4 separate regions of the Mus musculus genome follow, and all the other regions are linked to region 4. A link is a contact called in public ChIA-PET and promoter capture Hi-C data. All regions are on one chromosome and are shown on one strand. The core of a region is the stretch at or near the end of the contact, and the rest is flanking DNA. Distances in the headings are between cores, read along the strand shown. Region 1 has its middle 24 kb from the start of Mideas. Region 2 overlaps Gm31386 (a long non-coding RNA gene). Region 3 holds the start of Riox1 (ribosomal oxygenase 1). Region 4 holds the start of Dnal1 (dynein, axonemal, light chain 1).

Region 1 (2,700 bases), core at 74-2,573, 130 kb before region 4:
TCAGGAAGCAGAAGCAGGCAGATCTCTGAGTTCAGGCTTGTCAGCAAGGGCCTTTACTTGCCGAACCATCTCACCACTAGCCCAGTTTTTGTAGTTTTTAACAGATGGGTTAGTTTGTACATGCTTGCCCCAGGGAGTGGCACTATTTGGAAGTTTGGCCTTGTTGGAGTAGGTGTGTCACTATGGGTGTGGGCTTTAATATCCTTGTCCTAGCTGCCTGGAAGCCAGTTTTCTGTTTGCCTTCAGAACAATATGGTTGAACTCTCAGCTCCTTCTACCCTGTGCCTGCCTAGGTACTGCTATACTCCTGCCTTGATGATAATGGACTGAACCTGTGAACCAACCCCAGTTAAATGCTGTCCTTATAAGAGTTGCCTTGGTCATGGTGTCTGTGAACAGCAGTAAAATCCTAACTAAGGCTACAGACATTACAGAATCCATGTGTCCATGTGTGCAGATCCTCACTTCTTTCTTTCCTCCATGCCCCTTACAGCATACCTACTGTGAACCAAGTGTCCATGAGCAGCCTCACCCTGTCCTCCCCACACTTGCAGTCTTTATAGAAGAATAGTTTTCATGCCTTCCTCAGACCATCAGAACCATGCCAGGGGAGTAATATATATGGTTATATGAGAGGGGATTAAGTCTGTTTTTGTTCTAACTCCTCTGCCCCTAACATTTTATTAAGAGGTTCAATGAGATGTGCCAACAGCCAGTAAGGTGAGGATGCGAAGGGACACTGCCATCCAGATATAAGAGCTAAAACAACTTACTGTGTCACCATTGCACGAGGAAATCCTTTAACCTAATGCCCAAATGTTCTCAGGGGTACTGATGCTCAGTGTACTCAGGGGTACTGATGCTCAGTGTTCACGTGTGTACTGATGCCCAGTGTTCTCAGGAGTGCTGGTGCCCAATGTTCACAGGGGTAATGATGCCCAGTGTCCTCATGGGTACTGGTGACCAATGTCCTCATGGGTACTGGTGACCAGTGTCCTCATGGGTACTGGTGCCTAGTGTTCTCATGGGTATCCTTTTTCTCAGCTTCCTTCTATGTGTTTCCTGCCTGATAGAGGAACAGCATGAAGGCAACAACACCATTTGCCTATATCTTGAGTGGCACAGAATTCAGACCATCCCAAAGAGCCAGTCCTCCCTAGAGGGACCTTGGCCACCTTCACTGCTACCCCTGACTCTGTCAGAGTTTCTTTCCAACATGGTCCTTTAACTGGGACATACGTCTTTTTGCAGCCTCTGTCAGAGATCACGAGGCACACCACACTAGAGACATCACAGAGCTGAGTTGCAAGTGAAAACAGGAAGTGGCCCAGGCTTTCCTCCACAGGGGGAAGTGAGCCTCTACACCTGAGAAAGTGACTCTGATGTATCTACGTCAGGGAACTTGCTTCTCCGTCTGAAACATTCCCTCCTTGTGGGCAAAATTGGCAAAGGCTAAAATGCATGTTCCAGTGTGTGTGTGTGTGTGTGTGTGTGTGTGTGTGTGTGTGACACATTTCATGACTACGTTTGTCACACGTATCAGAGGACCCACCATCTCTGCAAAGGACCAAGGCAGCCCTACCAAGGCCAATTCATTTGCACCTCACTTGTGTCCCGGGTACATATGAAGTTACTTCAATAGGCAGCGAGAAACAGAACCATTGTCTTTACCCTATGGCTGCAACTATCAACCTGCGGATCACAACCCCTTGCACGGGGGTCACATATCCAATATCCTGCATATCAGATATTTACATTATGATTCGTAACAGTAGCAAAATTACTGCTATGAAGTAGCAACAAAATAACATTATAACCATAACCATGTCATAACCCTTACCCTATGGGCTCATGGTAAGTAAGGTTGCAGAGATGAACAGAAGCTCTGTGACCATGATCTGAAGTATGCTCGCCACCCTGGGAGATCTTGGAGCTCTAGCGCAGCTTCCAAGTCAGCTTGCTTAAAAACATTCTAAGCAGGCAAAGACAGCCATATACCATGCCATCCCTGTGCTGACTAGTTTTCCTGTCAACCTGATACAAGCATTTTGAAGAGGAACCTCAAGTGAGAAAAAGCCTCCAGAAATCAGGTTGTAGGCAGGCCTATATGGCATTCTCTTAATTAATGATTATAGAGAAGGACCCAGCCCATTGTAGGTGTTGCCATCCCTGGGCTGGTGGTCCTGGGTTTGTAATATCCAAAATAAATTCAAGACTACCCAGTACCTTCCCTCTTCAAAAGGACTTTCCAAACTGTACTAGCAGGTCAAGTACAGAGTCAGATAAAAGGCTGGCTGACTAAACAAATATAGAAACATAGTTTTAACGGTCAAAAACAAAATTAACAATTTCCCGGCCCCACCTCACACTAAAAACCATAAGGACACACAAAATGAGAGTCACCCTATACAAACCGACCAATGTCTAAAAAGGTTATTTGCTACACCAATTAAAATAAGCCAAACTACCCTGGTGCCTATATCCGGCCCTTACAAGGTATAAAAAGTGTGTTCTTTCTATGTTCTGTGTCTCTCCTCTGGCCTGCGTACTGAGAGAGGGTTCCCTAACATGTTGGATAAGTAAAATCCTCATGCGTTTTGCAACGACGGCAGTCTCTGTGGTCTTTGTGCGTGAGGGTCTTTTGACAAGCTACAACAGGTTCTATAAGAAAACAAGCTGGGGGGCTGGTGAGATGGCTCA
Region 2 (2,784 bases), core at 215-2,714, 190 kb after region 4:
GACCCAGAGCCAGAGCCAGAGGACACAGCAAAGCTGCACCAGGATTTCAAACTCAGAGATACTATAAAATAATAAACGTAATAAATGTTTTAAGCTAGTAAGTTGTAGGGTGATTTGTTAGACAGCTAAAGATACCAGACACACATTTCATTTTGTAAACAAGAAACTGAAGCTTAGGGAGATTTAGCAACTTTCCTAATTAATCAACTGGAACTTTCCTACAGGTACAGTTAGTTTGTAAATGGCAGAACCAAAATTATTAATGACTATGGTGTGGGTGAGTGTTAGGCTCAAGAGGGCATAAGTTCAAGTGGTACATACCTTGCAGTCCCAATACTTAAGCAGCTAAGGGAGAAGTGTCATTAAACTGCCATTAAACTATGACAGTCTGGCCTACATAGTGAGAACAGGTCTCAAAACAAAGCAAGAAGGGTCCAAGTTTAAATTTACTCTCTTGTAAGGCTCCATGTGGCTGGGGTTTGAGAGTTCTCAAAGGCATTCTGCTTGAGCAATCTTTGGAAAATAGCCATGTTTCCAGGAAACTCTCTGCACGCATGTAAAACAGGGATGGACAAACCTTTAAATGGTGCTAAGTACTTTGCTTGGCCCACTCCCTGCTGTAGAAGAATAGCTGGTCCGCCCAGAGATTTGGTGATAGTAACTAGGGCCCCCTTTCAATAGCACAATGGCAGCATTATGAGCTGACACCTTACCCATTTTATAAATAAGCACACTATAAGCACATCATTTTTCTTGAGGATGAAAATGAGTATTTACTAGTAAGGCATGGTATGGCATTAAAAAAAAAATCACAGGGGCTGGAGAGATGGCTCAGTGGTTAAGAGCACTGACTGCTCTCCCAGAGGTCCTGAGTTCAATTCCCAGCAACCTCATGGTGGCTCACAACCATCTGTAATGGGATCGGATGCCCTCTTCTGGTGTGTGTCTGAAGAGAGTGACAGTGTACTCATATACATAAAATAAATACATCTTTAAAAAAAAATCCCAGGCATCTGGAACAGAAAAGCAAACAGCTCTGCCCATGAGAACGGCCCCTTCCACACTCTCCCCCACTTTGCCTTCTCATCCACAAACCAGTCTTGAACTTTGAAGCCACAGTGCTCAGTTCCAGCACGGGAAAAACGGCTTGGCACTTCCATCTATTAGAAGTTCTTCTGCTTGGGATGGTAAAATCATCTTTTGCCTTGTGTTCAGCCAGAGGTCACCTTTATGAAGACATGTCCTTGGCTTGGCTACATAAATCTGTCCTTCCTTTGTCAGCTCTGACCAGCTGCCAGAGCAGCAGTCTTTGAACTTGGGGAGGCTTCCCAAGAAGATACGGAACAAGAGCCTTATAGAATGCATCCCAGGCACTTTTTTCCTTTAACGAGTGAGTGGCAGACACTGCACTTTACCTATCAGTGCACTTAAGCAAGCCAGTGTAAAGTCCACAGGCAGCACTGGGAGGGGGCAGCCTCCGGAGGGGAGGGCTGGCTCAGCGCTCTCCTGGGCTCCCAGACCAGTTTTCTGTCTCTCATGGCGGCTTCTCTCTTGCTTTCTCTTCTTCTTTCCTCAGGTCTTTCTCCTCCCCAAGCCCCTCTTTTCTTCCTAACTCTTTCCACCTTGTTAACTACTTCTTATCAGTAATCTTGCCTCCAGTGGCTGGCGGGGCGGCAGGTAACTCTGGCCCTGGTCTGCTCCCACCGCAACTTACTTCTCTAGCCCATCTGGAACTGGAATTGTGTCTAGAAAAGGGGGATCGGAGGATTGAAGACTTCCACAGGCAAGACATAGAGCTTATCGAAGGTGGGATTTGGCTCTTTAGACCAAAAAGCAAGCAAACAAACAAGCAAATAAATAAAATAAAAACCAAAAGCAAAAAAAAAAAAAAAAAAATGCCCAAAACAACAACAAAAAAAAAACCCAACCAAACAAACAATCAAAAACAACAACAACAAAACAAAACCCAAAACTAAACAAAAGAAAAAGAAAAAGAAATGAACGGAGACTTGAGTGTTGAATGTTGCTCTGTAAGAAGAAGGTAGAGAGGAAATGCCTTAGAGCCCATGAAGGCCTGGGCTTCTACTGTACCCCTCAGATATCAGGGTACCACAGTGAGTCCCCCATTTTGCACTCAGTTGGTAGAGTCACATTTGAGTCACATTAGAGTCACATTTGCCGCTAGCATACCTGCCATCATGGTCTGAATCAAGAGGTTCTGAACAGATAGCATCTACAGCAACCTCCACAGGCAGCCATACCAAACACAGAGCTGCAGACAAGCAGGCTCCAGGGCTCTTGATTTCTAAGAGGCCCTGTGGGGGGCTGGGAGTGCTGGAGAAGTACACAGAGCAGGGAGGCGAAGCAAGGGGCAATGGTAGCAGGCTAACCCCATGTGGATAAAACCAAAGACTTCGAGCAGTTTTGTTAACCCAACACCCTTGGTTAGTTCTAAGTGTGCATCTTAAAGCCTTCCTTCTTTCAACTTTTCTTCTTCCTGCTGGTTGTACACATTTATTTTAATTTTCCTCTTATTTTACAAAGGGGAACCTTGGGAAGTAGATGGGTAGGAGCGACCCAGGACAAAAGCTTGTTTTTAGTGGTTGAGATAATGAGTGGCTGACCTTTGTGGCAATTATTCACCAACTTTTGTGATAGCAGTCTGAGTTCCTAAACTTAGTGGTCGAGTCCCCTTCTCGAGACTGCCCTAATTCTATGTTCTGTATGGCACCTCATCACTGTGGCTGTGCAAGGGCCATTATTATCCAGAGCACCATAATAATG
Region 3 (2,700 bases), core at 100-2,599, 160 kb after region 4:
TCCATGAAGTCTCGGGGCAAGCCTCTGCGGAACTCCACGTTCTCCTCTATGGCCGCTTGCACTGCCAGAGGCAGTACAGCCTCCAGGAAGTCACCCCATGTATTGCGCTGGTAGGTGGACAAGGTGAGGTGTAGGGAGTGGACTCCATCCTGACATTCAGCTTGGTGAATGAAGCCCCGAGGAAAATAGAGCAGGTCTCCAGGTTCCAGTACCGTTTGCAGCACAGGCTCACCAAGGTCCTCCTGGCTGAAGTTGGGACTAGATGTCAGGGCCAACTCCTCACTCGGGTCCCGCGGTCGGTAGACGCGCCAGAGTTTCCGACCTTCCAGCTGCAACACGAAAGCCTCGATGTCATCGTAGTGAGGAGCAAAGCCCTGCGAGTCCGGGGGCGTGAGGTAGACGTTGGAGCCCGCCATGCTGCCAAACTGCTCCTGGAGCACGGCCAGAAACTGCCACACGGTGGGCGAGAAGGCTTGCGGGCACAGGAGGCGCAAGGAGCAGCCGGCTCGGTACAAGGACCACGCGGCGGCGGGAAGCGCGCGGCCCGGCGGGTTCAAGGTCTCCCGCCGTCCATCGACGTAGCGCGCGGCGTCCAGATGCTGCCCGAATTGCACGTCCTCGTAGCGCAGCATCGAGTCCAGGTCGGCGGTGGAGAAGAGACCCTCGTAGTAGCTGCGGTCCTGCCGCCGCACCAGCACCGCCTCCCGCTCCCACAGCCGCCGGTAGAAGTGGTCCGGAGGCAGGGGCGCCAGGAGCCACTCGAAGAGGCGGGCGGCGCGCCTCCGGCTGCTGGGGATGCCGTTCAGCTCCGTCAGTACCTGCTGCAGCGGCGAAGCCCGGGGTCGCCCCGGCTCATCCGCGTGCGAGCCCGGCGGCGGCGGAGCGGCCGTCCCCAGGTTCCGGGAGAGCGCAGCCCATCCCTCCACGCGGCTCGGCAGCGTCGCCGAAGCCGACCTCGGGCGCGCTGACACCGGCCGCGGCTCCGCCGACCGCGAGGCCTCCAGCAGCTCTGCCGGCCTCTTCCGCTTGCCCCGAACCGAGGCCACCGCCACTTTCGAGTCCGAGTCCTCGCTCCGGAGCGCGCGAGCTCTCAGCGCGGCCACGCGGGACGCCGCCGCACTTTTCCGGTGCCTTCGGATCTTCCGGGGCCGCAAGGGCAGGGCCAAGACCGACGCGCCGCGGGGCTGCGACTGCGGGTGCCGCCGGCGCCTCCCCCGCCCGCGCTTCAGCAGCGCCGCACCGTTGCCATTCGGTAGCTCGTCCATAGCGGGGCGGCCGGCGGGTCCCACGCTTCCGCGGCCGTGGTGCTTTCTGGGAAGGGGGCGAGTCCTTCGGCATTCCCTGGGTAGGCCAAGCCTACCGTCTTCCTGGGTCCTACAGCTAGCCCGGTTTGTCACCTTTTAAAACCGCGGTAGTATGCACTGGCAAGGCAAAATTCTCTACCAGATAAAGACTCCGTGTAAGAAAAGAAGGCACGAGGCATTTCAAAAGAAAACAACTTCATTCCTCTTTTTTGCTTTTCTGGGACAGAATCTTTCTACAGAAGCCGTAGCTATATAGTCCTAGAACTTATTAGGTGAGCCAAGTTGGCTTTGAACTCACAGAGATTTCTGTCTCTGCCTCGCGATTGCTGGGATTAAAGGTGTGCAGCGCTGAGCCTGGCTTCCTGTTTTAGTCCGCTTTCTCATTTTTGTGGTAGGCATTTTTGTTCCTAGGCAGTTTCCTGGTAGAATGGAATGAAGGCAAAGTTTGATATTCTGTATGAAGCACAGCTCTTACTGGCTCTCTTCACTGCAGAAAACTTCATTGTTAAGCCTCTCCTCTTCTTTTTCCTCTCTCTCCTCAGTTACAAAGCCTTGCCAGGTATGGTGGTTCATGCACGGGGAAGGCTGAGGTTACAGGGTGAGCCGCTTGTAATTAATATTCTTCCTCTGAAAAGGAAGTTAGGGACTTCTCCACTTTGTCAGTGTATTGCTACATAGTCCTTTCTAACCTCAAACTCCTGGGCTTGCCTCTCAATATGACATTGCAATAGGCTGTTTCTCCTCCTCCTCCTCTTCTTCAAGCTTCTGACTTTTTAAAAAGTTTGTGCATGCGTACGTGTATGTCTCAAGGAGGCCAGAGAAATCTCTTAGTACAGTAGTTTGTGGAAATCTCTCTCTGATCCTTGGATAGAGTCGTAAACACTCTTTAACCACTGAACCATCATCTCTAGCCCCCCGCAGACACCGCTTCTGCAAGCATTCTTGTGAGTGTGTGTGTGTGTGTGTGTGTGTGTGTGTGTGTGTGTGTGTGTGTGTGTGTATTTTACATATGTATGTACCACCATGCCTGGCAGAACATAGGTCTTGATTGGGCAGGATGGCAATACTTTCTCAGGGAGTTAGGTAGCTTAAATGAATTGATTGGAACCTGTGATGGTTAACACCGATTGTCAACTTGACAGGTGTTAGTGTTATTTTACATAGTGTGTTGCAGTTTTCCTCTTAACCCAGCTAACTCCCAAAGAATTGAGACTGGACTAGTATATTTACTCAAAAAGCTTTAAGGGCACAACAACTGAGCAGGTTACTCTATTTTAATCCTTTATGCTAATCTAGCACCTTCCCGACAGAATCTTCCTGATACTTGCAGCATTTTAGTACTGATCTGGTTCTCTGGGCTCCCGGACTGCTCTTTGTTTTTTCTTTCTCCTTTTCC
Region 4 (2,730 bases), core at 62-2,561:
ACACTCTCATAATTACTAATTACACAGTTTTTTGTTTCTGATTTTCTTTTCTTGTGCATTGTTGTCAATCCAATCTAGGGTCTCCTACATGCTAGCAAAGTGCTTTACTAGTTTCAGTACTGAGTTACACGCCTATCCCCCTCCCAAACACACACCCTGAGACAGTGTCTTATTCATCTCACACAGAGAATGACCTTGAACTTCGGATCCTCCTGCCTCCACCTTCTGAGTACTTGGGATAAGAAGGTATGTACCACTCTGCTAGATACATACGTGGTGCTCGGGATTGAATCTATAGCTCCATGCATGCTAGGCAAACCACTCAACAAGTGACCCCAAATATTCAACATCTCCAGTCAGCAAGTCAACCTTATACTTCGCTAAATAATTCTGGCTGGGTTGGATCTGAAATCGTGTTCAAACGTATAGCTTGAAATATCAAGTATGTAAGCAAAAGAGGTACGTTTTCCATGGCGACAAGCATCATTAGTTAAAACTGTTGTTTCATGACAACTCTGTGAAGACTGCTTGCTGGTAGACAACAAACCTAAGCCAGCAGCGTTTCTCAAAGTGTGGCGAGATGCTCCCCAATTTCAGAGTTATTTGGGGTGCATGGTTGAAACCACACATTCCGGAACCCCCTGTCGTATTATAAACAACAACAACAACAACAAAAAATCTGCAATCCAATGAAGCTCATATTTAGTCATGTTGGAACTGGAGGGACACTGGCCTGATAAATCCATCAGAGAGAGAGTTTGAACAGGGTCTCCTAAGAGCAGGACTCACTTTCTCTCCGAGGACAACTGGGCACAGCTAACTCGGCTGCAGCTGGAGATCTCTGTAACCAGCCCCGACCCCTCCATCCCACCAGAGGGGGAGGAGAGTTAAAATCACGGTTATACAAAGAGATCTCTTTATCACAGCGCCCATCCTATCACCTTTCCCCTTCCAATCCACTCTCCCGAGAATTCCCAGCTGTCTTGCCTTGTCTTCTGTCAGAGTCCCTCCAGCTTTAACCTAACTTCCTGTCAGCCTCCGGCCTCCCTCTCCGCAGACCACCCCCCGCCCCCGCCCCGGCAGCTCCGGCCTTGGGCCTGCGGCTCTGGGAAGCCAGCATTGCCTTCCTCCCCCTACCCGCGGTGCCAGGACCCCACCACCCTCCGCACCCCACAGCAACCCCTTTTTCCACTCTTAATCTCCTTTCGGGTTTGGCTGCGAGGCCTGGAGGGTACTCACCATTCCGGCGGTTGCTACCGTCACTGCTCTGGTTGCTAGGGCCCGCCGGGGTCAGTGCGCAGGCGCGCCTCTGGAGCAATCCTCTTGCCTGCACTGGCAGCGGTCCTTTCTCTCCGCCTTTTGGGTGGCGCTAGCGGAGCATTGTGGGACGGCTGGCGCCCCCCCCCCCCCCCCCCCCCCCCCCGGTCCTCCAACCTCTCTGCTGAGCTGGTGCAGAGGTGAAGATGAGCCCTCAACTACCCACGCAAGTAGTTGATGTACTTTCCCAAAGCCAATATTGCCTTAAACTCGCAACTTTCAGACCTCCTGATAACATTTGCATTTCTGATATAAAAGAACTTTTTTAAAAAGTCCTTCCCTGGAAAAATGACGAGAAAGGTAATTTAGGCAGACGGTCTTGCTCAGTATATCCAGAATTAAACTAGGAACTTCTCATTTCCTTATTCTAGAGCCTCCAAGGAGAACTCAGGTGCCCGAAACACGCTTAAAGTATTACAAAGTGTTGATTATTTTGCAACCAAGATATTTTTTTCCTTCCCTAAGAAGTCAGATTAAAAAAAAAAAAAAAAAAAAAAAAAAACCAGTCACATTTTTTTGTTTGTTTGTTTTTTTCTAAGACGAGGTTTCCTATGTAGCCCTGGCTGTCCTGGAACTCTGGATGTCTCTGCCTCCGGAGTGTTGTGTGTGTGTGTGTGTGTGTGTGTGTGTGTGTGTGTGTGTGTGTGTATTAGATGTATGTTTTTAAATAGAGTTGCTAGGGACATGGAGAATAGAGCTTCACAAATAAACTGCTTTGAGCAATTGATGGTCTGTCTTGGAAGGCTGTTGGCGATACGAATTTAAGAACAGTTAAAACTTCTGCATCTTTGTGACCAAGCCAGAAGTTCTCAGCCTTCATCCCGAGGAACAGTCAACATATGAAGTACATATGGAGCCTCCCTCAGCACACACGTTTAAAGCTTTTATAGGAAAAAGAAAACACAAATGTCAACAAAAGAGAATTGGTTAGTAATACTAAGCATACAAATGGAATAGTGGTTCTATTAAAATATTGTAGAAATACATTTATTCACATGAAAAGTGTAAGAAAAAAAAAACGAGGCAGAGAAGTAAACAGACTTGATCTCAACAGGGTAAGAATGCTTTTTGGGATCCAAAAAGGACCCCAACTTCTGCCTGGGATGAAGGTTGAGCTCAATTAAAGGACATGTGTAGAATATAGGTAGCCACCAGGAAGTTACAGCTTTTTTTTTTTTTGGCCATTATACTGGGAGCAGGGCGTGTGCTGTGTTTTCTATACCAGGACTTACTGTTTCTGCAAGTGAATCTGAAAGGTCAGGCTGGGGCTAAGACATTCTTTATGGTCAAGGGCTATTTTCCAGTACAGCCTCATGACCTGAGGCTATTACCCAACCAAAAGGTATTGGTATTTTAAGTAGAAATTCAAGTTGCCAAGCAAAATAGTTGATGGGACCCTCTTTAAAATCTATA

The links. Promoter capture Hi-C pulls out the DNA fragments that hold promoters and counts their contacts. ChIA-PET counts read pairs in DNA pulled down with a chosen protein or histone mark.
Region 1: a contact with region 4 is called in an RNA polymerase II ChIA-PET map of effector CD8 T cells, with 13 read pairs. The contact joins the enhancer-like site here to the promoter of Dnal1 in region 4. A contact is called at or near these places in 13 of 39 promoter capture datasets (the 3T3-L1 cell line, the C10 cell line, the HPC-7 cell line and 7 more), 1 of 484 Hi-C or Micro-C datasets (bone marrow-derived macrophages), 5 of 115 datasets of contacts at active chromatin or transcription factors (double positive thymocytes, effector CD8 T cells, embryonic stem cells and 2 more) and 3 of 9 other capture datasets (adipose tissue, liver and pancreatic islet).
Region 2: a contact with region 4 is called in a promoter capture Hi-C map of liver, with 2.7 times the contacts expected there. The contact joins the enhancer-like site here to the promoter of Dnal1 in region 4. A contact is called at or near these places in 15 of 39 promoter capture datasets (the 3T3-L1 cell line, 3T3-L1-derived adipocytes, the HPC-7 cell line and 10 more), 5 of 115 datasets of contacts at active chromatin or transcription factors (embryonic stem cells, memory CD8 T cells, pancreatic cancer cells and 2 more) and 1 of 9 other capture datasets (pancreatic islet).
Region 3: a promoter capture Hi-C map of neural stem cells shows a contact between it and region 4. The contact joins the promoter of Riox1 here to the promoter of Dnal1 in region 4. A contact is called at or near these places in 21 of 39 promoter capture datasets (the 3T3-L1 cell line, 3T3-L1-derived adipocytes, the C10 cell line and 12 more), 7 of 115 datasets of contacts at active chromatin or transcription factors (bone marrow-derived macrophages, effector CD8 T cells, embryonic stem cells and 3 more) and 4 of 9 other capture datasets (adipose tissue, liver, macrophages and 1 more).

Annotation. Positions count from the first base shown.
Region 1 is chr12:84,241,919-84,244,618 of GRCm38.p6, reverse strand. No RefSeq gene overlaps it. Among named protein-coding and RNA genes, the nearest start is that of Mideas, 24 kb to the right of the region's middle. Within about 2 kb of position 1,323, at least 120 of the 459 cell types and tissues checked have an H3K27ac peak or open chromatin away from gene starts, as enhancers often do. A contact at or near this core is called in the HPC-7 cell line, bone marrow-derived macrophages, double positive thymocytes and 4 more, where this site is marked.
Region 2 is chr12:83,924,006-83,926,789 of GRCm38.p6, reverse strand. All of the region lies in intron 1 of Gm31386 (a long non-coding RNA gene), which reads right to left. Among named protein-coding and RNA genes, the nearest start is that of Gm31386, 3.5 kb to the right of the region's middle. Within about 2 kb of position 1,464, at least 16 of the 459 cell types and tissues checked have an H3K27ac peak or open chromatin away from gene starts, as enhancers often do. A contact at or near this core is called in liver, where this site is marked.
Region 3 is chr12:83,949,257-83,951,956 of GRCm38.p6, reverse strand. Riox1 (ribosomal oxygenase 1) reads right to left here and starts at 1,349. Exons shown (of 1, transcript NM_023633.3): 1 at 1-1,349. The coding sequence starts at 1,265. The region is part of intron 16 of Heatr4 (HEAT repeat containing 4); the gene reads left to right.
Region 4 is chr12:84,112,909-84,115,638 of GRCm38.p6, reverse strand. Dnal1 (dynein, axonemal, light chain 1) reads right to left here and starts at 1,311. Exons shown (of 8, transcript NM_028821.3): 1 at 1,240-1,311. The coding sequence starts at 1,242.